Linked DNA regions of Mus musculus: all the other regions are linked to region 1. The links are chromatin contacts, called in public Hi-C, HiChIP or PLAC-seq and promoter capture Hi-C maps. All regions are on one chromosome and are shown on one strand. The core of a region is the stretch at or near the end of the contact, and the rest is flanking DNA. Distances in the headings are between cores, read along the strand shown. Region 1 holds the start of Dcp1a (decapping mRNA 1A). Region 2 overlaps Cacna1d (calcium channel, voltage-dependent, L type, alpha 1D subunit). Region 3 overlaps Cacna1d (calcium channel, voltage-dependent, L type, alpha 1D subunit). Region 4 overlaps Cacna1d (calcium channel, voltage-dependent, L type, alpha 1D subunit). Region 5 overlaps Cacna1d (calcium channel, voltage-dependent, L type, alpha 1D subunit). Region 6 overlaps Chdh (choline dehydrogenase). Region 7 overlaps Cacna1d (calcium channel, voltage-dependent, L type, alpha 1D subunit).

Region 1 (3,178 bases), core at 326-2,825:
TTGTGTACTGCAACTTAAAAAAAGAAAAACCAAACCAAAATAAAAAAACAAAACAAACTTAAGCAGTCTATGGAAGTTTATAGAAAAAGAATAGAACTTTCTTCAACCCTGATACCAGGGTTGAACTCAGAGCCTGGGGCTCATGATGCACAGCTGTGCACCATTGAGCTAAATCCCTACCCTTGGGAAATTTTCTTATAAGATCCTTTGTTTCATTTCTGGAGGATTTAGGAATATTTTCACAAGTTACACATTTTGCGGTTACCAAACACAATTTATTATTTTCAGAACTTTGTTAAGAATCATGGATAGAAACCATTCTCTGCCTTAGGCAAATTTGGTAGGGTTTTAAAATAAACAACTGAAAATGTGACTAAGAAATTGTAACTCGGGGTGGGTATATAGCCCAGTGGTAGAGGAACAGTGCCTGCCTGCTATCAGGGGGTCTTGGGTTTGAGTTCCTGTACTACAAGAAATAAACAAGAAAATCGAACATTAGTATTCTTTCTTTTGCTGCAACAGCGTTAACTCGGGTTTTCAGCGCAGGTGTTGAGCTTTAATGTTCTAAAACCGAACCTCTGTATAGCCCAATGAGTGAATGAGGAAAAACGGAGCACAAGAAAAGGGGCCGTGTACACAGGTGCTTCGAGTTGAGGTTAACTAGAATCTGCGAGTAGACAAAGTAACTTCTGCAACTCTATGCCACTCACACAATCCCAAAAGAAGGGAGCCATCAAAGGTCCTAGCACTGGTCTCTTTTTCTTGCAAACGTCTCCAAGGAATCCAGTTCTTACTGAAGTAGCCTTGAAAATTTTCCTCAAATTCCAGAGATACAGAGTAGTTCGACTAAAGCTGGTCTAACTCCTGAAGCTGATTTTTAAAGCTTCAAATCCAAACCATCACATTTAGGTCGGCAGGGAAAGAGGAGCGGACTCTTCCATCAAGTACATGTATCTAAGAGTCCTCAAAGTCTTCAAACACAGGCTTTCACTCACTTGTTAAAATTAACTTGTCTCATATTTTACCAATGCAACCTCAAGCCCCGAGAACCGACCCAAAAAGACTGATCCTGCCTCGTTTCTCTCCTCCATCCGATTTCCCTGCTCTGTCTCTGGTCTACTCCTTCCGCTACATTCTTTCAATTCCGCGTGCCCCGGTCACCTCTTTGGCTCCGGACCCGGTTTTGGGAGAGGTCCCGGCCTCGCCTTTGCGGTCCTGGGCTCCTGCTTCTCTCCCCCACCCCCAATCCTCAGCTGTCTGCGCGGTCCCTTTAAGAGGCGGCAGCGGCCAGGCTGGCCTTGTCCCCGGCCGGGCCTCACTCACCCACTGGTTGGCTTTGGGGCAGAAAGTGTACAGGGCGACCTGGCCCGTGAGGTCTGCGATGCTGGTGATATAGGGGTCGTGTTGTTTCAAGGCCGCCAGACTCATCTCTTGCTCAGCTCGACTCAACAACTCCATCTTGGATCTCAGAGCCGAGCCCCTCCGGCGGGGGCGGACTGTGGAACAGGAAAGTGCCATCCAGGCAAAGTTCCCCCAGCTCAGTCAGCCCTCCACTTCCGCCTACCGGCCCAGCCTTGCCGAGCGTGGTACTTCAGCTAATCTCATCCGCTGCTCCTGTGCGCCAGGAGCCCTGGTTCCGATTTTCTTCGGGCCGCGTCTGCCGGAAGAGACAGGCCCCCGCGCCTGCGCGGTGGAGCCGTGAGCTGATAGTCCGGAGACCTCTCTCACCTGGCGGGGTGTGAACCGGTTCCCTGAATGAACCTGACTCCTGCCGGGGAGGCTGCACCCCAGCGCAGTCCCTAACTCGGGTTCCGGCGCAGAATCGAAATGCTTGCTGCTGAGGACATGAGGTCTCCACGTACCATTTAGAAAACTCAGACCTGGCTGGAGAGATGGCTCAGCGTTTAAGAGCACTGACTGCTCTTCCGAAAGGTCCTGAGTTCAAATCCCAGCAACCACATGGTGGCTCACAACCATCTGTACAGCTACAGTGTACTCATATACATAAAATAAATAAATCTTTAAAAAAAGAAAAAAGAAAACTCAGTCCAAATGAGGAAGGGGAGCTGTCCGTCACTTCTGACCTCAGAGTGCACCTTCACTCTTAACAGTTTGGTAACTTTTGAAAGAAATGTTTCAAAGCAGCCAAACTAGCCTGCCTGGAACTACAATAGACTTGGCCTACCCTCTTTTGCTCGTCTTTTTCCTCATCTGGGTCCCAGATAAATATTTCTATTGTTCTATAGAGACGTCTATTATTTAAAATAGTAAGTAGATCTCTTTTAAAAAGAAAACATTTATTGGGCATTTTAAGGGATCAGGAAGTACTAAGAGGTAAAGCAAAGTGCTCAGGCTGTTTTCATTGAGTTGCTTTAAAAACCATCGTTTCTCTTTATTGAAGACATCTCAGCACAAATGAACATTTTTGAAAGGATAAACTTTACATTTTCTCAAAGTACCCCCACATATTTGTGTTGCTTGTGGTTTTACATACTAATGGAAGGGCAAACTTTACATTCTTGACAGAACCGCGTGTGAAGCAACTACAAAAGCTGGAACAGCCGCCTATCGGTTATTCACCCTTCACTTCTGTACACACTCACTGATCTTATTGAGTGGTTGCCAGCTCCGAGCTTCCAACTCTTTTGGCTCTAGGAGAAACTAAACGCAAGCAAACAGCCCCATGATAGATGTCTCTCTTTGAATTCCAGAGGGTGGCGTCCTTATTGCCATCTGAGCCAGGAAAGGTAGTGAAGGAACCTCACTACCAGTTCCAGCATGGCAGGCAAGGTTCTGGCAGACCTTGCTCTTCTCCCCTTTTCCCTCTGCCTTGCTAAAAACTGTTAGATTTTATTCCTAACACTAGCCACCAAGGTCTAGTCCCTAATTTAGCCACTTCTTTCTCCTGAGGCCGACTACCAAAGTCCAGCTATAAAAGTATTGAAGTCCAGCAATCAAAAGCCCCCTTTAGTTCACCTAATTAATGTGCCCAATTAAAATTAAACACATCCTACTGTGGGGTTTCCCCTTTTACCTTTATTAACTGCCGTTTGCCTGTGGGCCACTTCTGCCTCGACATCCAGAGGCAGTCCTTTATTCCCTCCTCCCCAAATATCTCTCATTCCCTTCCTCCCCTCCTCTTTGTTTCCTTCCCCTTCGTCCTCTTCCCCTCTCTCCT
Region 2 (3,327 bases), core at 757-3,256, 340 kb after region 1:
TCAGCACTGGAGAAGAAGAGACAGTGTGATACAAAGTTCAAGGTTACCCTTGGAGACCAGGCTCCAGGATGTGTAAAATTCTATCTCAAATAAAACAAACAAAAAAAAAAAAAAAAGAAAAGAAAAGAAAAAGAAAATCACATTTCTTTTTTTTCTTTTAATTTATAAGACAGCTTTTTAATCACAAAGTATCCCAAAGAAGTTTAGAAATGAAAATATTCTACCAAAAACCATAGAAGAAACAGCAGCAGTAGGTAGGTGGCTCACGATAAATATGAGTCCAGGTCACCTACCCTCTCTGGAGGAGCAGCTGGCAGTGCTATGACTGGGGAGACTGATGGGAGGGCCAGCCCTGGGGTCAGAGGTTGGATGCAGTGCCCACTGTCATCTGCCCTGGCCTGCTCTCCCCTGGGACGATTAAATCAGCACATGCCGTGTGGCTTTCATCACAAGCTTAAGCAGTCTGGTATTTATTTACTCAAAGGTCATGGGGCGGCAATTAGCATTTATCTGGCATTTCGTGTGTATCAGATGCTGTTCCTGGGGCTATGGGCACATGAGTTCTTATTCTTCACACTGCTCTATGAGACAGGAACTTGATGGATGAGGAAATCAGAGTGTGCCAGCCTTACATAGCCTCCCGAGGCTGCGCAGTCGTGAAGCGCTGCACTGGAGTTGGAACCCACCACTGTTGGCGCTCAGGGTAGCAGCGTGAACCTGGGAGAGTGGGGCCTAAAAAAACAAGGTGGAGTAAAGTCCCATGCAATAGCCAGCTTTATTCAGAGCATCAGACAGTTTATACTCTGGGGGTTAACAAGAGTCACCTGAGAAAAGTGTACAGTCAGGAGGACAAGACACACATGGCAAAACCATGCTTTTCCTTGGAGGAGTAAACAAGTAACAATAGCCAGTTGTAATGAATAGTCTGAAGTGAGCTCACTCCTATTCACTACTACACCCAGGAAGGGGACATAAGCGCATTCCAAAAACAACCCACATCCTGTTGCACCGAGGTTATAAGACCTCTTGTCTTAGTTACTTAGAGTTTTCTCACAAGGTCTCAGAGATCTCACACAGCTTTGTTCATGGGCTATGTTCCAACTCATGGGTATTGGAACATTTGTGCCATGTTCTTCAGGGTTAGGTTGGGGAGGGGGAACTTGCAGTGTGGAGAGAGCATGCCCTTTGTAGAAATGCAGTAGTCCCACTAAGGTGTAGGCCCGTGTTCCTATGCTTTTGCAGGCCCCAATATGGCCCCCTATACTGCCTGTGCACTCCCATTTCTGAGCATGCACATGTAGACTCTACTTTAGAGGTTAGCTGGATGGCTTGGCACGAGTTCAGAAATGCAGCACTGCTAGATGTCAGAGAGTCTGTGACTGTCTCCCTTGTGACCCGATGACCATTAGGGGCTTTAGTAACAAGGATGCTAACAGTTATGGGTGGTCATGTGTCGCTGGAGTGAAGCACATCGCTTCTCTTACCTTGGTTCTCATTTACTTCTTCTCCAGCAACTCATTAGCAATGGCCCAGTCCTTGCTAATATCTCACGAGTAAGCAACACTAGGTAACCAATCCATGTTCATACAGCAGTGGGAGGTACAGTTGTCAGAGTCCAGAGCCCACCTTCTTCACTGCCACCTGCCCTGCCCCAGAGACCAGTCCTGATTGGCATCACACTCCCAATTCATACCCAGAGCCTCTGACTCCCTGAAGGGCACTTTCCTTAAGCACTTTCTTAGATGCAAGGACAAACATAGGAGACCTGTGTCACAAACTAGATAGTAGATTGCGCATTCAGAATAGGTTCTCTGGGACAGGTTGACAAATGCCCTCAACCCTTCAGATCCTGAGCTATAGATTCCTAGCTAGGAGGAGTGGGTGGCAAAAGTGGATTGGAGACATGCCGACATGCCTCAGGCCTCCGCTGTTCCACACTGGACCAGCTGTTGCTGCCCTTTCTGCCCGCCTGCTTGCCTGCCTGCCTGCCTGCTAGGCTGCCCTGTTTGTATTGCTCTTGCTGCCCTCTACTGTCTGGTAATGGAATTGCCTGTGTTCAACCTGAAGGGGTCACGGTGGCTGATCTGCTAAGAGAGGATAAGAAGAAAAGGAAGTTTTGCTGCTTTCGACAACGCAGGGCTAAAGATCACGGTAACTTGCTGAGGTGTTCTTGCTCTGTGGAGGCTCCTTGCCTGACGTTTCTGGTTTCCTCTCCCTGTGCATAGGCATTGCGTGAGCTGCATGCGCTGTGTGGAAAGTGCCTATGTTTTAATCGCTTGGTTTCTCTGATGCTTGGTCATGCTTGGTCTTTTGGCCTTTTCCCTCAAACGTGTGGCATCACTGAGATGGCACCTTTCCGTTTGCACTGTGCCTATGAAGAAGCCTCTGAGCCAACTGAGGGAGCTCGTTTGATTCAGTGTGAATATTCTTAGCCTGGAAGACACGCTTGGAAATGCTTTTCCTTGAATGATGCTTTTAAGTTTAAACTGTTTAGAAATTCCAATAATGTTATTTGGCTGATTTTTTTTTCCAGGCTACATGTTTCAAATTGCTTCTTGGGCGTCGCTGGCTCATTTACCCAAGGCCATGCTAAAGCTAGTAATCTCAGCTTCAAGAGTAAGGGAGGTAGCCCCCCCCCAAAAAAAAAAACCAACCAAAAACAGAACAAAAGCCATCTGGGGGCACTCAGTTCTCTTCAATGAGAATAGCCTTATTTGGGAAGTATAAAGTTAAATATAAAGTTTTGTCCTAAATACTGTTGACCGCACCCTTACCCCGTCCCCAACCACTTGACAAAGCATCCAGGATCATTAACATAGAGATGTGTATACCAAGAACAGCTTGCCCAGCTGTCTGTGGGTCACTGCTGTAGCTGGGAGGCAGTGCACGCTTTGCTTGGATACCTTGGCATGGACAGCTTAGTGCTGACACCAAGATGGACCCCAGTCAGAAAGAGGAAAAAATCTTTGAGAAGACATGGACTGCAGAGGCAGATAGCCAGCTGCGCGCCAGCCGCTCACCCAGAAGAGAGATACACGGCATGGTTTTGTTGCAGTGTGAGAATGCTGAGCTCAGAGGTTAAGTGGGGTTGTCTGTGTTAGAATCCTAGCCTCCTCAGAAGGCCTGAAGAGGAAAGGCATCAGGGGATAGTCAGATGGAAAGCATTTGGCTCACAGGGCCCTAAAAGCTCGAGAAGGAAGAACTCTGTAAAGCTTGCACACCAATATAGGCCAAGGATGAAGCCGACCTGCTTGGGTTTAGTATTTACAACATGCTGATGAGTGCCTTGGGGCCTCTGTCAAGAGAGGTAACCCCTCCTGGGGGCCA
Region 3 (3,187 bases), core at 635-3,134, 420 kb after region 1:
CTCTGATTCTGATGTTAAACCAGGAATCAGAGTGGAATAAGATGGAAGGGTTGGTAGTGTGGCCCAGTGGTCCGTGCTTAGCATGCCTGAGGCCCTGGTTTAGTCCCCACCAAAATAATGTGGAACTGCAAGTGGCCTCTCTGTTCTTTGCAGTCATAGGTTGCTTAGATAGCGCTATTAAATAACCCCTTTAGCTTTCAGAATGTGGTGGCACATATGATTTGTACAGCCCAGCGCTGGCCCTCAGTAACTCATGGTCTGATGACTCGTCAAGGAGAGGAGGGCTCGCTGTACATGAGTAATGGAGTGTCATAGCCATGATTCTAACCCTTTATATCTAACACGAGAACTGTTCACAATGGATAACAAAGGCCACACCATGACATTTCTCCTGGAGGAAGGCAGTGGTAGAATAAGGGGTGTGCCCATGTGCAGAGGAGGCGGGGGACGGCACATAGACAAGCCTGTTCATTCTTTCAGGATTTAATCTCCCATCTTCTAACAGCTAGTCTAAAACTGTTCTTTGTAATTGAGTGTGGGCCAAGTCCTGCCCCTCCCCCCTAAAATTAACCAGAACTTGTCAATAGTGAGGTGACTGCATAGAGCCAGCTTTGGTTAAATGAGGCGTGTCTGGGTTGAGGAGCAGGCTGTGCCACGGTAACGTTCTTTGGCAGGAGTCTGAAGCCCTGGCACCCACTCCGTGAAGATGGAGGGTCTCTCCCAGGGCCGCCTGGAGACTTGCCTCTCTGTCCTCCACTGCTACAGCGTAGGTCTGGGGTGGGTCTCTGGGTGTTTGTGTATGCATGCTGTGGAGTGAGAGTTGGCAGATGGCTGGCCTGACACAGGGAGCTAGTCTGGGGAAGCAGGCAGCAAATGCTTTTCAAATGCATCCAGACAGACAGCACCCCACCCTGAGGGTGAGCCAGGAAGGGAAATGGGCATTTCTGCTCCACAGCAGAGCGTCACTTTATGCTGTTGCTTCAGAGATGTTGAGAGAGAATATATTTTTGGTGACTTAATCATTAAGTAGAGTAAATATCTATAAAATTCCAATTAAATGGTGTCTAAAACTTAAAGGAGCAGTCTACAGGCAAAATGCCAACATTTCTTTTTTTAAACAAATATTTATGATAACAGCTAGCATTTTAAAGTCAACCAGAAACTAGGCTTAATCCTGTTTAATATTTTGTAAGATTGGACATCTTAAAACAAGTCAATAATGTTTATATTTTATAGCAATTCTGTGTTTATTCAAAACTATAACTCTACTGTGATGTTAATGGAATGACTTTATATGGCTATGTGTGGATTAAGTGCTAATGACCACATTTCAAATTAAAACAATATTTTTGCTGATAGAGATAGATATATAAAATATGAAAGACTAGAAAATTTTACTGACTGTAATGTTTTCTTCAAGAAAAATACTTTTTTTTTTTAGTGTTGTAAGTAATTTCTCTGAGGGTTTAAGATAGTTGTCTGTATTCTGGAACACTGGATTCTGTGCCTCTGGGGGTTTGGAACAGCCTAAGCTACCTTTTAGCTTGATATGTGTGCTAGAATAATTTTCATTCTCGTGTTTTGTGATATGTAATAAATTCAGGGTGCTGTGCTTATGCTCCATTTCAATTCTAGCTGGGAACCTGTGTGTCGGTCCCCTGCCCCCAGGTCCCACGCAAGAGAGCGAGTCAGCCCCACTCTTACCAGGTGCGCTTTGCGAACTAGGATCATGAGTTCAAAACCCTCTGCTTTCACATCTGGGAAGAGTGTTGCCTTCTCTCCTCCTGTCTCTTTAATAAATATGTTGTCATTATCTGTTTGGGGAAGTGGTACCCCAAGCCACCTGTCAACCCTCTCCATGATTTATGTTGCAAACGAACCTTCTGTCCTGTCTGTTTACTCCCCATTCCTGTCAACGAAATCCTAATCTCGTGTAACTCTGAAGGTGTGCTGGAGACAGTTTCTGTTTTCATTATGCAACTGTTACATGTGTATTTCAGTGAAATGTCAACTCATCAACGAAGGATGATGTTAAAAATTATCCAAATAAATAGTTTTCTATTTCTTTTAATGATACCTAGTCCAGTCAGTTAAATGAGAGCAAGACTGTTATTTAAACTGGCAAATGTTCCTGGCCCTATGTCTTGAGAATCCATCTGCGTTGATGTGCACAGTGTACCTGGGAGTGTCAAAGAGAATGAATATAACCCATGTTTATTTTATGGAAACAGAAGCAGGGGTTTCAAGCATTGTGTCTTATCCGAATCTCAAATACGTAATAGACCTCTCTCGAAAAGTCAGACAAGGGACTCTCACCACTCTTCTTGTGTCTTGAGAATTGCACTCTAGAGACTGAATGAGTGGGTATGTATGGCCGTACTCCACATGCCCGCAGCTGAACTGAGTAAGACCTTCTACCAACACACCCCTGGAGCTGCCTTCATGGTATTTCTGAGGAATAGAGGTGGGCCTGTTGCAGACCTAGAAAATGTGCTGGACATAAGAATCTGAGAGAGAGAGAGAGAGAGAGAGAGAGAGAGAGAGAGAGAGAGAGAGAGAGAGAGAGAGAGAGAGAGAGAACAAACTTCCAAAAACACGAGTGTATTTGTGGTTAGAAGGGCAGCAGGAAGTAGCTTTTTTTGGCACGCCATGAACTGTTTGGGACCCTGGGATATGCTGGGATATGCCTCTTTCCCTTCCTGTACATTGATATGTATGCTAGAAGACTGTCTTTACCACCTTCTGTGGTTACATAATAAGTGTGGGGTACCATGCTTAAGCTTCATGCCATTTTTAGTTGGGAATGTGTGTTTGTCCCCTCTCCCAGGAACTAAGGTTCCTTTGCCTAACATTCCTAGGTAAGACCCATAAAGCTTCGATTCCCTAGCTTGACCTTTGTCCCTACAATTCATGAAACAGAAGGACCTGCTGGTGTCCAATCACAGAAGGGTTCGGAACAAACCAGCCTTTTTGCAGAACCACCTAATGAACCAGATGTTCTTGCGGATGCAGCTGTTGTTATAAAGGGCCGCTTGAGAAGTCTCTGGACAACCTTACATTTTGAATTAACCTTTGTCACCACCGATGTTTGCAGATGACCAGCTTTGAGTATTTTGACACCAGGGGTTCTAGCTCGGCTTAGCCCCACTCTGCTCACCTCCTCTCTCCTTCCCTCCCCTCTTCCCTT
Region 4 (3,416 bases), core at 366-2,865, 370 kb after region 1:
CAAAGAAGCCTCTATAATATTGCTCGTGTCTTCAGGGACTTCTTCATTCCTTTCTTCTTACTATGGGGTTTCCCGTTCCTTACTAGAGGCACACTGATAGCTCATTAGAGTCCTAAGGGGAGGAGATAAACTTGAAACCACCCTGAGTAGGTTCAGGAACTCTGACCTTGGCTAGTGAAAGCCCTCTCTTATGTGAATTTACCTAAAGCTGCGCAGCTACCCCACTGGTGAGAGACACAGATCAGGGAGAAGACGTGAGACCAAGTTGAAAGGGGCAACAGGCGGTAGTTACATCTTTGATTATTCACCCAGCGTCATAGCTTAAGGATACACTTCTCATTCAATTTTCCCTATCAGGCTGCCCAGAGCCTTTAAAAACCAATTCCCCTTCTCCCCCAAAAATGTAAAATTCAAAGGAAGCTAATGCTGGAGAAGTCAGTGTATTTGTTGCTATTGTTGGATTTGATTTTGTCTCCCAATGGAGCTATTTTGAGTATGAATATGTTGCAAAAGATCACCAATATCTGAGACTATTAATGATACTATGTTATACTTGCAGATAGGAACACGTTGTCCCCTGAAAGTCTCCACCCAGCAGCTGACTCAGATACAGACATCCACAGCAAAACAGGGATAGGGCTTGGCACTGATGTATCTGTGTTAGAAGATACTTGTTTCTACATTAGTCTTTGCTTCAGGATCTCTTCCCTAGCAGTTCATCTAACTCAGCACTGAGCAAAGGCCAAAGACTCGTTCAGACAGCCATGGGCCCGTTGGCCATCGCATCTGGATCTTGAAAGGCAGTGTCTGATGCTGCCGAGGTACTGCCCGGGAGAGGCAGCATAAGCACAGCCTACCTCTTATGCCAGCAGCTCAGTGCCAGGCTTTGTCTCAGTAACCACGCCTTCACGTTATAGCTCCCCATTCCAGTTCCTGGCAAACCTATTGGTGATGAAAGGATGCTCTCAGGAGAATACGGAAGGGACATTTCCCAGTGGCTCAGGGAGCATCCCTATAAAGATGAAGGCAGTGAGCCTGCCTCAGGCCATCCTCACAGACTCAGCTTTGATTTGAGATCCCCCAAGCCATCTTCATTTAGCATTTAAACGGAGTGGACACACACCCCTCTGTCCTTGAGCTCCATCATAAAAATGGAGCACAGGGCAGGAGGGTGTTTAGAGACTAATCATGATGTCACAGGGCAGGGGCTAGTGCAGGTTAAGTGTGTCATCGTCTCTTTCCCAGTATTCAGTTCCTTGGTTTTCCTTGTCTTTCGGGTGTGTGCTGCTGTTATAACACTACAGAGTTTCATTTTAGCAATAGCTGAGTTTCTAGTGACAAGGGGAGTAGAGGCCACATGAAGAAAGTACTTAAGTCTAAGAACTGGGATTGGCCCCTGGGTACCACATTAGTGTGGCTGCCAGGTACTTTCAGTGTGGGAAGAGAGGATGAGGGAAAGGTGGGGGCAGGGGGCTGATAGTTGACTAGAAAATACACAGTTAGGCAAAGCTGCTCTAGCATTGCCTAGTAGTGCAGAAATGGGAAGTTTGGGACAGGGTTACCTCTGAGGAGAGCTCCCCTACTTCCATGGAAGAGACGCACAGCTCCCCCTTCTGTGGAGGAGAGGTATTGCATGCTCCAGCGGTGACTCCTATAAAGGAGATAACAAAGCCCTCAGACTCTGGACTACACCCACCAACCTCTTTGCCTGTGACTGGCTTTGTGGCCTGAGCAGATGTCCCTGCCCTAGGCCAAATGGTCTCTACAGTCCTTCCAACACCAATATCTTCAGTTCTTTCAAAACCATAGATGGGCTGCTAAGACAGGTCAGTAGCAAAGGGCACTTGTCACCATGCCTGGCCACCTGAGATCACTTCCCGGGACTCAGATGGTAGAAGAAAAGAACTGATAGCTAAAAGTTGTCCTCTGACCTTTATACATATACTGTGGCATATGCATGTGTCACAGACAATAGGTAGATAGATAGACAGACAGATGCAATAAAGCCACAGCACACATATCCATGAGATCAGCACCCAGGACAAGCTTGTGTACTGGCAGTTTTGCCTGATATCTTTCCAGTTGAGAGTCATGGGGTCCTCAGCACACTATGAGTAAGCTTGTTGCGGTGGTTGGACTTCTTGTTCCTGGCCCACTTGCCCTGATTCTGAGTCTTAGTGGCTCTAAAAAAAATCAAGAACCTTGCGTCAGGAGCTCAGAAGATTTTATAGATAATAGGTGACATTTTCAGGAATGCCAATAGAGCAGCCTATACTAAAAATTGGAATGCTACGTCAGTATAGTCTTTGCATGGACCCAGAAAGGCCAGAGTCAGCCTTGAAAGAAAGCAGAGTTTACAGAGCGTGGCAGGAGGAAGACACTAAGTACAAATCATGGTCACAGACTGAGCCATCCCAGCATATGTGGGTGGGTTCAGGACATTACTTGATGATTACATTGTCCGGGGTGGACAGGAACACGTGAAATTTTCTGACTTCATTTGATGCAATTAGCATTTTTACTTATGCTTTTTATAATTAAAAACAGTAGCCATATGGTGCTGGGAATAGATCCCCGGGGCCTTGTGCTTGGTTGGCACCCTTGACTCCTTCACTGACATTGTATTTCTTCACCAATATGAGGCACAGCTAGATAGCAGAGCATTTCATTCAAGTTCAAAACTGCCAAAGGTGTGTGAGTCTCATTTATCAGGTGCTACAACCCACTGGGAGCCCATGCAGAGGGAAGTTTATTAACACAAGACTTTCAGAAACAAGTCCCTTTGGGTCACAATAGGAGCCTGGGAAGCCAGTCAGCCGAAGTGGGTAAAGGAAGCCAGGCTCCCCAACATTCCTTGGTGGTTGCAAAGACGAGCTATGGGTGGGCGAGAGGGGTCCTTCTGAGTGTCTCAGCCTTCCCATGGGAGCAGCAGGTTGTCCTGCCTGGAGAAGGGCCTCTGGACAGAAGCTGGCGGTTCTGCTCTTGGGCATGAATCTGGCATCCTTGGGCTGACTGCTGTGTGTTGTGCCTTGCAGATACTGGGCTACTTTGACTATGCCTTCACAGCCATCTTTACGGTTGAAATCCTGTTAAAGGTAATACATTTCTCCTTGACCCTCCTCTATGCAGCCACAGCAGTAATGGTTGCGTTCTTTGCCTCCCTTCCAGATACTAGGTTATGCGGACTACGTCTTCACGGGTACTTTTGCTTTTGAGATCATTTTAAAGGTAACAGGCCGGCCAGCTCCTCTGACCTCGGCCCCTCCTGTGCTTCAAGCACAGGAGAGATGCGTGAAGTGCTTTGAGCTTTTTTTTTTTCTTCTGTGATCAAGCTGAACTTTTTTAAACTATAGGATTTTTTTTTCACCTGTGGCCATTCCAACGTGTTTTTGCAGTTTTTCTTTAACTTTGAGTGC
Region 5 (3,264 bases), core at 557-3,056, 280 kb after region 1:
AAATGCAGAAGAGGCTGTAGCTACTGCAAGCCAATGTGTGCGTAGACATGTTACATTTTTAGGAAGGCAGGCCTGTTGGAGTCATCCTGCAATGAATATTTTAAAAGAGGATTTCCAAAATAAGAAGTTCCTATCCAGAAGCATTTCCTTTTAACAGCGTACATTTCCATTTATAAATCCACATCTACAATAGTGGTCACACAGTGTCTGCCTTCTTTTGTGTGACCATGGGGAAAAGAAAGGACCCAGGAGCTGTGGCCAAGACCCTTGGCTTCAGCACAAGTAGGGGAGTGCTCTTATGCTAACTCTGGATTTTAGAGGTTCTCTCTGTATGTGTTTAAAACTCCTGTGAACCCTTCCAGGCCATTCTTTGCAAGGATGGGACTGGAGTTGGGAAGTTTTTAAATGCTGGTTCCTTCTGGGGTACCTGGCATATGGAGGAAAAGCTCACTGTTTCCTGAGCCATAGTTACTATAGCCTTCTGTAGTAGCCATGTTAGTAAGTGAAGTCCATTAGTCTACCCTAAGGATGATAGTAGCTGAGGACTCTAGAGCCCACAGAGAAAAGTTCTCATTCTTGAGATTTTGTTTTGTTTTGTTAAGTAAATTAAAGCCAGAGAATGCTGGTTGGATACTCATGGCCCTGTCCATTGAGTTTCTATCAAATTTATAGAAAGAGCCTATGTGTTTAGACCTGTTGACTGGGGCATCCTTGCTTGGGGGGTAATGTGGGTTGGAGTTGGAGAGGTTCTAGCCATCAGGCAATGCTGCAGATGGATGTGGCAATCAGATGGGAGCAGACATGGGAACTGAGATAAAGGCGGAGCTGTATCTCCAGGAGGCTGGTTAGGAGGGAGTCCATCACTGGTGCCAGCCAGGAAGAGGAGACAGGCCAGTATTAGGCATCTGAGATCCCTGCCCTCTTCTCTGTGCTGAGGGCAGTCAGATCAGAATAAGATGTCAGAGGAAAACCCAAGAAAAAAAAATAAGGGTAAAGTCCATTATGCATCTGTTCTCCCAGACGGTGTGTTCTGTGCAGAAACCACTGTCAGAATGCTTGTTTCATCCTGGTGCTTTTCTGGGCCTGATCTGGCAATCTTGGAGAAAACATGCTGTGTTGTGCAAATGTGTGCAAATAGAAAACATGCCCATGATGTCCCAGGCAGGCTCACTGCTCATGCATCAGGGCAGGTGGCAAAATGCAGTAATGCAGCCTGGAATGACAGTACTTAACACTTAGCTGCTTATGAGAAATTCAGCATCAAAATTGAAATGTTTTCCTGGTCCACATGCAGGGTAGTGATTCTAGTTCTCATGATAACATTGTCTGTTATCATGTCTGTGCGTGGTGGGGGGGGGGTGCTTCTGTCTCTGAGCTATTGATTCTGATCATTGATTCTTTCTTTCTCCACCCTTGGTGTGTTCCTTTCTCTTTACAGGAAAAAGTAGAATATGCCTTCCTGATTATTTTTACAGTGGAGACATTTCTGAAGATTATAGCGTATGGACTGTTGCTGCATCCTAATGCTTACGTTAGGAATGGATGGAATTTACTGGATTTTGTTATAGTAATTGTAGGGTAAGTCCTTGGTTTGGGAAAAACGTTTATCTGGGAATGGAGGTGAGGGCTGGATGGTAAAGGGAACACAAGCCTTCTTGGGGGAGGTGGTTATTCTTATGCCCGTGATGGCATCAGGATCTAGCAGGGGTTCTTTTAATGCTGACAGGGCTGCTGTCAATCCCTGGGCAGAGGCCTGGGTGAAGAGCTCTCATGATTGGTGTGCTTGGGGAAGTCAGTGACAGGCTGTTAGAGGAAGTCTCAGCCGCTAATGAGAGATGATTCACCTCACAGGGCCTCAAGTCTCCACAAATAGACCTGCCTGGCTGGTGGGTGGAGTCAGGTGAATGCAGCTCCTAAAAGCTAGCACCCTGCTAGTTAAAACCATGTGTATCATACGAGAGAGCCTTTCTTGCTGTGCGGTGCGCTGCTGTTTAACATCCCTTGAGCAGAGCTATTATGTTTTTATGCTGAGTTGTGGGAGAAACCTTGGCATGCCACTTTCCCATTTTAAATAACAAAACAAGCGTCTGAATAATGTCACATATCTGGCATAAAATAAAATAAACTGGAAAATGCAGAGAAGCAGGTGTTCTTTTAATACCCTCTTGTGAGAGGAAGACGCTGGTAGATTTAGTTAAAGGAGTATGTTACAATGAAAAATAGAGGTCTGTGTTGCCCCATTCCTTCCACACCCTGAGTTGTTGCCAGCAGAGGAAACACAAATCAGGTCTTTGGAGCAAACATCCACCAAGGGAGACAAGATGTAGCCCTGTTTTGGGACTCCTTACCTGGGCTGTTCTGTAAGTTACCCCTAAAATTAGGAATACTCTCTTATTTCCATCAAGAGAGCTCTTAAAAGATGTATTTGTTTTTACTTTATGTATGTGATTATTTCACCTGCACATATGTCTGGGTACTTCATGCATGTCTAGCCTCCATGGGATCCAGCAGAGGGTGTCAGATCCCTCAAACTGGAATACCATGATTTTGAGTCACTGTGAGGGTGCAGGGAATCAAACCCAAGTCCTCTGTCAGAGTAGCAGGTGCTCTTCACTGCTGAGTCCTCTCTCCAGTTTGGAGAGAGCTTTTAAAACCATCTCTCTGCCTTCCTCTTTGTGGCTTTATTCAGTTGCTGTTTGCAGGTAACTTGCAGCTTGGTTATCTTCTGGATTATCTGTATCCTGATTGCACTGGTTTTTCATTGGAGATGACTTTTTCTGTCTGTTTGGAGAGTAGCTTACGTTTGGTGGGGTGTCCTTTTACCCCGGGGAATGAAAATAAGGAAGGCCCAAAGTGGTGGCCCACTGGATGGTTATACTTACCAGGAAGAAAGCTAGCTTTTATAAAACCTCCCATTGTACATTGGCACCTATGTGTGTATTGCAGAAATAATGTATCCAAAATGAATAGGTGGCAGATAGGCGTTAAGGCAGAAGCCTCCTCTTGTTTGGAACACCTGTCACGGGCTGGCAAACTGGAGCCGCAGATGTCTCTTTGTTCTGGGAGAGTCTTGTGCTTTCCTGCCACTGGACTTTTATTAGACTAGAGAATGGAGATACATAGCTTCACTTCTTATGTCCCCATGTCACCTTAGCTTTTTCTCTGCTGGAACATTTTGCCCAACTAGAACAGCACAGGAAGAGGGAACAGAGCCAATATGGCAGTCTTACCAAGTTTAAGAGATAAAACTCCAGGAGACCTGAG
Region 6 (3,385 bases), core at 747-3,246, 450 kb after region 1:
AACCAGAGAGACCCTGCCTCAAATATATGGAAGGAGAGGTCCCCAGCTCTCAAAAGTTGCCTTGTGACCTCCATGTCCATACTGTGCCATTGTATACCCTCACACCCAACTAATAAATCAATAGAAAAATTGGAAATGATCGATCTGATTTAAAAAGCAAAAAAATGCAAGAAAAAGTCCGATGCTAGGACAAAGGAGTTTTGATTAGCTATAACAGGAGGAGAGCAGTGACATTGAAGATTAGGGGAAGAGCTGTTTCTAGATGAAAATGTGAAGGGAGAAGAGAAAAAGGGACGGAGGAGAAGAATGGGGACTTGGGGAGCTTTTAGACCATCATGCTAAAGTGTGGGTAAGTGGAGTCCAAGCAGGAGAACTAGACACAAATAGATCGGTTCCACCAAAGATACAGTGTGCCAAAATGCACACACACCTTGTGAGAAGAAACAAGATGCTAGGATGAGCCAATATACATAGAAAATAACAACAGTCCAAAACAAAGTAGCAAACCCTGAGAGATGGGTGCCAGGAGAGTTCTCCCAAACACCTAAGGGTGAGCACTCCCTGATTCTCTCTAGTCTCTGTCAGAAGAAGCAGAGAACATGTCTTTACCCGATCTAAAAGGCCAGCACCACACTAAAACCAAAACCAGACAGACAAAAACATCAAAGAAAAGAGAACTATAGATCAGTATCGCTTATGAACAAAGATGAATAAGCATCCTGGGATGGGTCTCACAGAGGGCCAGTACAGCTGGGGGTAGGAGGGGAAGGTGGCCAGACAAGAAAAATCTCTCAACTAAATTTTAGAACTCAAATCCAGATAGTTTGTAGCAGCAGGTTCAGAAGGTAATAATTACCTGCTCTCCAGGATGATGGCCTGTATTCAGACCTTGGAGGCCACATGCTAGGAGAGAACTATTTCCCCACCAACTGTCCTCTGACCTCCACACACATGCCACAACATTCTGTGTTACACTTGCATATCACACAAACACACACACACACAAATAAATTTAAAATGTTTTTAGAGTTTTGATTCTAGTTCTACATAAAAATAAACAAACAAACTTATGTACCACATTCAAGCAGTTTGGTCCCCGGGTGTTCATCGTGTGAAACATTTCACATGTGAAAATCAGTTCATGGGGCTCTGGGTTTGTGTACATTCCCTCCGAGACCTACAGGCTGGTCTCCCTACCTCAGACTCCAAAATAGGATAAGCATTCACGCATTTCATGTGCAGAAAAGGACTTTCTTCCTGCGTCCAAATCCAATATCAAGAAAGTGTGGATGGCAGAAGAGAAAAGATCACATGACAAAAGGAAACAGATTCAGGCGGTACTACCTCAGAGAGCAAGCACCTTGTGCTGGAAGACTGCTTACAGGGAAGGAGCTGGTGAGGAGTGGCCTGAAGGTCACGCATGCCACCCCACCAGGAGTTAAAGAAGGCAAAGAGAGAGAAGGAATGGGAGAAGATACAGAATACAAATATGAGTGACAGAAAAGAACTCCAGGAGAACAATAAACCAAAGATGACACAAAGATCAGAAATCAGCCCATTGGCGCATCGGTACTCAGGTTCAAAATGTGAGGTGTATTAAATGTCAAGTGGGGTCACGCCTGCACAGAGGGAGACTGCCCCTTGCTTGGTCTTCCTGGAATCAATTCAAGTTCACTTCCTCCTGAGGTCTCAGGGCCATCGAGGCACCCCTTGGAGCTAATAGCAGAGATGAGAGACGGTGTCCATGCACTGAAATGAAGTGTACTGGAGAGACACTCGACTGCAAGGGATCTACTGCAGGACTGTGTTGCCAGTGATGGTAAAGAAAACCCCAATGTTGGCTTCTTAAAGTCACTGACAACCAAACAAAAGCTTCAAAGAGACTGGATAGACTTGAAAAAAGAAAAAAAAGAATAAGAAAAGAGAAGTGCACATGGAAGAGAGAGCACCCAGTGAGCACCCAGTGAGGCGAGCACAGCAGCGCCACCCAGTGGGGAGGGCACAGGGACACCTGCCTGAGAGTCAGAGGGCTCCATTTTTCTCACTGAGTATCTCTAGCCAGGCCAACTTACACTCTATCATCTCTCTAATAATAATAACAACAACAACAACAATAATAGAAAGTCTCTTAATTTTCCATTTTTGCAAATTGTCATTTCAAGTAAAAAAACAACACTACTACCACTAGGTTGAACTTTGCAGATATTTTAGGCGATCTATTTAGGCATATAGAAAAAAAACTTATTTTCCCTGTTGACAACCTCTTTCTTATGCCTTCTACCAGATTTAAAACATATAAGTAGTTATGTGATTTCTGTTGTTGTTGTTGTTCTGAAACACTATTAAAACTGCCAATCACCTCTAATCCCAGTACTTTTGAGGCAGAGGCGAGTGGATCTCTGTGAATTCAAAATCAGTCTTGTTCACATAGCAAATTCCAGGTTGAACATAGTGAGACTCTGTCTGGAAAAAAAATGGAAAATAAAAGAAAGGGAGGAAGAAACAAAGAAAATTATCATGAGGTGAAGAAATAAGAGGTACAGAGAAAGCATTGGGCAAAAAATTTTTTAAAGTACCTTTCTGCTGCCCAACATGATAAAGGTTATCTACAAAACCTCTGTCGTGGCAAGGAATGCAGACACTTTCCCACCAAAACCAGGAGCAAGGCAAATCGATTCTAACATCACATTGGACATTGCAGCTTAACTTAACAGTCAAATGGAGGAAACTCAAAAGGCATGGGGGTTGGACATGAATGCTTCTGGCCAACAAGATCATCTGTGTAGGAAATCTGAAAAAAAAAAAAAAACTGACCAAAAAGGTCCCTGGACCTAACAAGCAGCTCCAGGGGGACCTCGGGAGACAGAGTCAAGGTGCGAGTATCAGTCACACTCCGAAATGCCAGCAGGGAGCATGGGCCACTGAAGGGGAGACACAGTTCCACTGAATTGAATGTGCCCAGTGAGAAGGAATAAATCAAAACACCTTTGCAGTTGGACATCTACCAAACCCTACAGAAAATCACCAAAGAAAACCTAGCTACACGGGGTGATATTCTTTATTTGTGGGTAGGGAGATTCAATTCTGTCTTTATTCTTTACCATTTAACTTATGAATCAGTGCAATCCCTTTAAGTACCCCAGCAAGATTTGTAAGTATTAATAACCTGATCCAAAATTTATATGCAGACACAAAAGACCTCAAAAAAGCCAATGCAATGTTCAAAGAATATTAAGTTATAGGGCTGGCATTATTCAATCTCCAGGCTTGCTGGAACCACCGTCAAAGAAACAGGCAGCCATCAACAGAGCAGGGCAGAGCTCAGAAGCTAAGTCATGTAAATAGGCCAACAAAGCAGTGGGATGGAGCAGAAATGGCCTTTTCA
Region 7 (2,958 bases), core at 451-2,950, 320 kb after region 1:
TGTGACCCGAGCTCACACACAGGGTGGCGTGACCTTCATTCAGGATGGATCTTTTCTCCTCAGTTAAACTTTTCTGGGAAAACTGTCACAGAGTTATGCCTTTGGAGCAATCCAAGTCCAGTCAAGTTGACAATGGAGATTGACCATCAACCGGGCCCCTTTATCTTAACTTGAAGAGTTTGGGGGCAAACAGGGTAAAGCAAAGCATTGTATTAAAAAAAAAAAAAAAGCAGAGGCAATTTTCAAAACAATTTGTCTTTCTGAAACTTACTTCCTAGACTCCATTCTGAAGACATAAAACACCAGACCCAGACAGAGATGAAGCATGGCTGCTTTTGTGAAGCCTCAGCTTCCGAAATAAAGATGGATGGTTACAGAGAAAGTGGGGCGGGAAGGTGGTAACGTCCCTGGAGAGACTTAAGACCACACTTTGTCAGAATTTTGCAGAATAGAGTCAGGCTTACAGCATGGGGAGTCGGTCCTTGGTCCAGTTATAGTCATGGCATTATGAGCTAGGAAATCTCTGCTGCCTTCTTGGATACTGGTTTATGGGGCAAAACACCACATTTTCGGGTATTTTCTAAGTGAAGACATATGCCATGGGAATAGTCATTCTACATGTTTCATGATAGTTTATATCTTACTACCAAAACCTATTGATAAATAGTGAACAGCAGGATTTCTACATTCCTGTATCTACACCTCTGACATATTCGCATCATAGAAAAGCAGTCAGACTGTATGCAGAGTTAAGAGGTATAGCACCCAGGTCCTGAGCTGCCATTAGCCCATCTTGGAAAACAGAAATATAATGTGCTGAGGTAATGAGAACCCATGGCTTGAACAACAAAACCCTTTTGGCAAATGGAAGTCTAGCCTTTCCCAGGAATGGTAGCTTACACCTTTAATATCAGCACTCAGGAGGCAGAGGTAGGCAGATCTCCATAAGGGTTCAAGACCAACTTGGTCTACGTAGTGTGTTAACATGGCAAACAGGGCTACATAGAGAGAGCTTGCCTGAGAGAAGAGGATGGTGGAGAGCTCCTTACAGAACCCTCTTACACTTAGGTGTTTTCTTCTGTATGGAATTACTCTCTGAGCTCCCAGAATCTCAGAGACACCTCTGAGGGTCACTTTAAGCAAAAGACTCCAAAATATTGCATAATTTCACTCGAGTTGAATGAGGCTGTCTGGAAAGCCTGTCCTCATAACTGGGTGTCCTTCTTGGACTTTGGGGTCATGTTATGAGTGGAATTGATGCTGAGGTTGGGGTACTGAAAAGAGCCACAGTCCTCTAGGGATGCTCTTTGGTTTAGCTTTGGTAAAGTATGAAATTAAGCCACAATCTGACTTTAAAGAGAAAAATACCCAATTTCTCTTTTCTAATAAAGAACCAAGCTAAACATGCATATATATCTACTCTGGACATTAAGCTTTCTTGTTGCGTAGCTGACAGAGAAACCCCAAGAGCTGCACGTACCAAAGTCCCAGAAGTGCGCAGGCTGGTAGCCACACCTGACATCAACAAGTAAGCGTGACCTCTCTGCTGCTGGCTGGCAGCTGCTGTTTCCATAGAAATGGCTGTTGGATCAGTGGAAACGAGGTAAGAGAAAGTTTTCGCTGATGCTTGTTCCTTCAAGCTGACGCTTGTTTCCTTGGCAACAGCAGTGGACAGCAGCCAGGCTCTAGAAACAGATTCAGTAGAGCACTCACTTGTCAGCTGTGGCTATCATCTGCTCCTGACCACACTGTCTTTGATAGCACTGAGCAGAGGCCTCTGAGGACCTGGCAGGCTCCGCTGGCCTCATGTGCCCTCCTGGGCATCCATCTTGCCCGTGGCAAACTGTGTCCAAAGCAGACCGTCAGCAATCTCCTCCCCACCTGTGCTCATCTTGTTACGCAGCTCAGAAGGCAGAAGGTTGTCGAGGGCAATGATACTGCAGAGGCGACCGTGGAGTGTGTTGGTCTCAAGTCCTAGGGGAGTAGAATTCATTACAGTGATTTTATGCACAGACTCAGCTCTTCTCAAAGCTGGTGATACCTTAATAGTTGAAATTAAAGCCATAATTTTCATGCGTTCCTCATCCTGCTGGTGGCCATCACTGTTGCCTACAATGAAAAGAATGTTTATGAGTTTAATAACTCGACTTCTTGTAAGAAACATATTAATGACAGTCTCTAAGATGTTACTGCCATCTTCTGCCAGATCCTTTCCTTCTGCTCAGTGTTCTTATATAGGCTAGTAAGATTGCTTCCATGCCTCAGGTATCGGCTCTGTAGGGCAGCTTGGTATCTATACAAAGATAGCATGTCTACCATATGTGCAACTTCTTGTTACAGTTCAGTACCTGCTTCTTCTTGGGGTTTTGATTTTATTTCGGCACCTTGCCCGTGTGAGACAGCGTGCGTAGGGCCCAGCACACAAGGCAGAACGTTGAGAGGGTCTGGGTAAGTTATTTGCCCTAAACGCCTCAAAGACACATTTTCGTTAAGAGGATTCTTTTTCTGAAGAAGAAGGGGGTTGGGAGGAGGGAAGCCATGCAAATCATAGCTGTCTCTTTGAGAAACAGCTGAGATATGAACCTGCGGTGCTGGCAGAATGTGGGTTTGGGCATCCAGATGAACTATGGGAAGCTATGTACTGTCTCCCTTTTCTTTAGTTTTCTGGAACACGGTGACTTTGTCTGGAGGCAGTGCTGAGCGACTGACTGACCCGTAAAAAGTCTGTGCCATCTAGTTAGGTTCAAACAACAGACAAGACAAAGTAGTGTCTTATTCGACTCCTCTTAATTCTCTCCCCTTCTCTCCTATTTAAAAAAGAATGGCTTTTCCTTTATCTGATGAGTAATGTTTGAGTGCCCACACAGAGGAGCTGTATTTACCCAGTGCCACACTAGCCACCGTGGTTACTGTAACGAGTTCAGAGCAGAGACCTGGGCATGGTAACATGGGCCTGCA

What was found. Promoter capture Hi-C pulls out the DNA fragments that hold promoters and counts their contacts. Hi-C and Micro-C count contacts between places; a contact is called where the count stands out from the background. HiChIP or PLAC-seq counts read pairs in DNA pulled down with a chosen protein or histone mark.
Region 2: a Hi-C map of stem cell-derived neural stem cells shows a contact between it and region 1, with 2.8 times the contacts expected there. The contact joins the enhancer-like site here to the promoter of Dcp1a in region 1. A contact is called at or near these places in 29 of 39 promoter capture datasets (the 3T3-L1 cell line, 3T3-L1-derived adipocytes, the C10 cell line and 17 more), 4 of 15 datasets of contacts at CTCF or cohesin (the NIH/3T3 cell line, large pre-B cells, pro-B cells and 1 more), 14 of 484 Hi-C or Micro-C datasets (B cells, bone marrow-derived macrophages, cortical neurons and 8 more), 43 of 115 datasets of contacts at active chromatin or transcription factors (the 230-238 cell line, CD4 T cells, the NIH/3T3 cell line and 30 more) and 5 of 9 other capture datasets (adipose tissue, embryonic stem cells, liver and 2 more).
Region 3: a contact with region 1 is called in a promoter capture Hi-C map of the HPC-7 cell line, with 6 times the contacts expected there. The contact joins the enhancer-like site here to the promoter of Dcp1a in region 1. A contact is called at or near these places in 18 of 39 promoter capture datasets (the 3T3-L1 cell line, 3T3-L1-derived adipocytes, the C10 cell line and 11 more), 4 of 484 Hi-C or Micro-C datasets (bone marrow-derived macrophages, cortical neurons, liver and 1 more), 18 of 115 datasets of contacts at active chromatin or transcription factors (bone marrow-derived macrophages, craniofacial prominence, embryonic basal ganglia and 10 more) and 5 of 9 other capture datasets (adipose tissue, embryonic stem cells, liver and 2 more).
Region 4: a contact with region 1 is called in an H3K4me3 HiChIP or PLAC-seq map of bone marrow-derived macrophages, with 6 times the contacts expected there. The contact joins the enhancer-like site here to the promoter of Dcp1a in region 1. A contact is called at or near these places in 19 of 39 promoter capture datasets (the 3T3-L1 cell line, 3T3-L1-derived adipocytes, the C10 cell line and 13 more), 1 of 15 datasets of contacts at CTCF or cohesin (pro-B cells), 1 of 484 Hi-C or Micro-C datasets (bone marrow-derived macrophages), 26 of 115 datasets of contacts at active chromatin or transcription factors (the 230-238 cell line, DN3 thymocytes, the NIH/3T3 cell line and 19 more) and 5 of 9 other capture datasets (adipose tissue, embryonic stem cells, liver and 2 more).
Region 5: an H3K4me3 HiChIP or PLAC-seq map of bone marrow-derived macrophages shows a contact between it and region 1, with 8 times the contacts expected there. The contact joins the enhancer-like site here to the promoter of Dcp1a in region 1. A contact is called at or near these places in 18 of 39 promoter capture datasets (the 3T3-L1 cell line, 3T3-L1-derived adipocytes, the C10 cell line and 10 more), 4 of 484 Hi-C or Micro-C datasets (bone marrow-derived macrophages, embryonic stem cells and immediate neuronal precursor), 17 of 115 datasets of contacts at active chromatin or transcription factors (acute myeloid leukemia, bone marrow-derived macrophages, craniofacial prominence and 9 more) and 2 of 9 other capture datasets (adipose tissue and pancreatic islet).
Region 6: an H3K4me3 HiChIP or PLAC-seq map of the SCID.adh cell line shows a contact between it and region 1, with 15 read pairs. The contact joins the enhancer-like site here to the promoter of Dcp1a in region 1. A contact is called at or near these places in 17 of 39 promoter capture datasets (the 3T3-L1 cell line, 3T3-L1-derived adipocytes, the C10 cell line and 10 more), 1 of 15 datasets of contacts at CTCF or cohesin (embryonic stem cells), 10 of 484 Hi-C or Micro-C datasets (B cells, CD4 T cells, the CH12 cell line and 6 more), 21 of 115 datasets of contacts at active chromatin or transcription factors (DN3 thymocytes, the SCID.adh cell line, T-cell acute lymphoblastic leukemia and 12 more) and 4 of 9 other capture datasets (adipose tissue, liver, macrophages and 1 more).
Region 7: a contact with region 1 is called in an H3K4me3 HiChIP or PLAC-seq map of forebrain, with 4 times the contacts expected there. The contact joins the enhancer-like site here to the promoter of Dcp1a in region 1. A contact is called at or near these places in 13 of 39 promoter capture datasets (3T3-L1-derived adipocytes, the C10 cell line, the HPC-7 cell line and 10 more), 3 of 484 Hi-C or Micro-C datasets (bone marrow-derived macrophages, embryonic stem cells and nephron progenitors), 14 of 115 datasets of contacts at active chromatin or transcription factors (the NIH/3T3 cell line, bone marrow-derived dendritic cells, bone marrow-derived macrophages and 11 more) and 4 of 9 other capture datasets (adipose tissue, liver, macrophages and 1 more).

What each region holds. Positions count from the first base shown.
Region 1 is chr14:30,477,962-30,481,139 of GRCm38.p6, reverse strand. It overlaps Dcp1a (decapping mRNA 1A), which reads right to left and starts at 1,575. Exons shown (of 10, transcript NM_133761.3): 1 at 1,324-1,575. The coding sequence starts at 1,518. It also overlaps a transcript of Cacna1d not described here.
Region 2 is chr14:30,135,865-30,139,191 of GRCm38.p6, reverse strand. The region is part of intron 9 of Cacna1d (calcium channel, voltage-dependent, L type, alpha 1D subunit); the gene reads left to right. Among named protein-coding and RNA genes, the nearest start is that of Gm52106, 65 kb to the right of the region's middle. Within about 2 kb of position 2,006, at least 44 of the 459 cell types and tissues checked have an H3K27ac peak or open chromatin away from gene starts, as enhancers often do. A contact at or near this core is called in B cells, the SCID.adh cell line, T-cell acute lymphoblastic leukemia and 7 more, where this site is marked.
Region 3 is chr14:30,053,813-30,056,999 of GRCm38.p6, reverse strand. All of the region lies in intron 39 of Cacna1d (calcium channel, voltage-dependent, L type, alpha 1D subunit), which reads left to right. Among named protein-coding and RNA genes, the nearest start is that of Gm52106, 18 kb to the left of the region's middle. Within about 2 kb of position 1,884, at least 33 of the 459 cell types and tissues checked have an H3K27ac peak or open chromatin away from gene starts, as enhancers often do. A contact at or near this core is called in the HPC-7 cell line, cortical neurons, embryonic brain and 2 more, where this site is marked.
Region 4 is chr14:30,107,465-30,110,880 of GRCm38.p6, reverse strand. It overlaps Cacna1d (calcium channel, voltage-dependent, L type, alpha 1D subunit), which reads left to right. Exons shown (of 47, transcript NM_001083616.2): 21 at 3,036-3,095. Among named protein-coding and RNA genes, the nearest start is that of Gm52106, 36 kb to the right of the region's middle. Within about 2 kb of position 1,615, at least 6 of the 459 cell types and tissues checked have an H3K27ac peak or open chromatin away from gene starts, as enhancers often do. A contact at or near this core is called in bone marrow-derived macrophages, where this site is marked.
Region 5 is chr14:30,195,038-30,198,301 of GRCm38.p6, reverse strand. Cacna1d (calcium channel, voltage-dependent, L type, alpha 1D subunit) reads left to right here. Exons shown (of 47, transcript NM_001083616.2): 4 at 1,439-1,578. Among named protein-coding and RNA genes, the nearest start is that of Gm52107, 27 kb to the left of the region's middle. Within about 2 kb of position 1,806, at least 72 of the 459 cell types and tissues checked have an H3K27ac peak or open chromatin away from gene starts, as enhancers often do. A contact at or near this core is called in bone marrow-derived macrophages, forebrain, hippocampal neurons and 3 more, where this site is marked.
Region 6 is chr14:30,026,177-30,029,561 of GRCm38.p6, reverse strand. The region is part of intron 1 of Chdh (choline dehydrogenase); the gene reads right to left. It also overlaps the pseudogene Gm18760. Among named protein-coding and RNA genes, the nearest start is that of Gm35449, 6.7 kb to the right of the region's middle. Within about 2 kb of position 1,996, at least 7 of the 459 cell types and tissues checked have an H3K27ac peak or open chromatin away from gene starts, as enhancers often do. A contact at or near this core is called in the SCID.adh cell line, where this site is marked.
Region 7 is chr14:30,163,228-30,166,185 of GRCm38.p6, reverse strand. All of the region lies in intron 8 of Cacna1d (calcium channel, voltage-dependent, L type, alpha 1D subunit), which reads left to right. Among named protein-coding and RNA genes, the nearest start is that of Gm52107, 59 kb to the left of the region's middle. Within about 2 kb of position 1,700, at least 33 of the 459 cell types and tissues checked have an H3K27ac peak or open chromatin away from gene starts, as enhancers often do. A contact at or near this core is called in forebrain, neural stem cells and pancreatic islet, where this site is marked.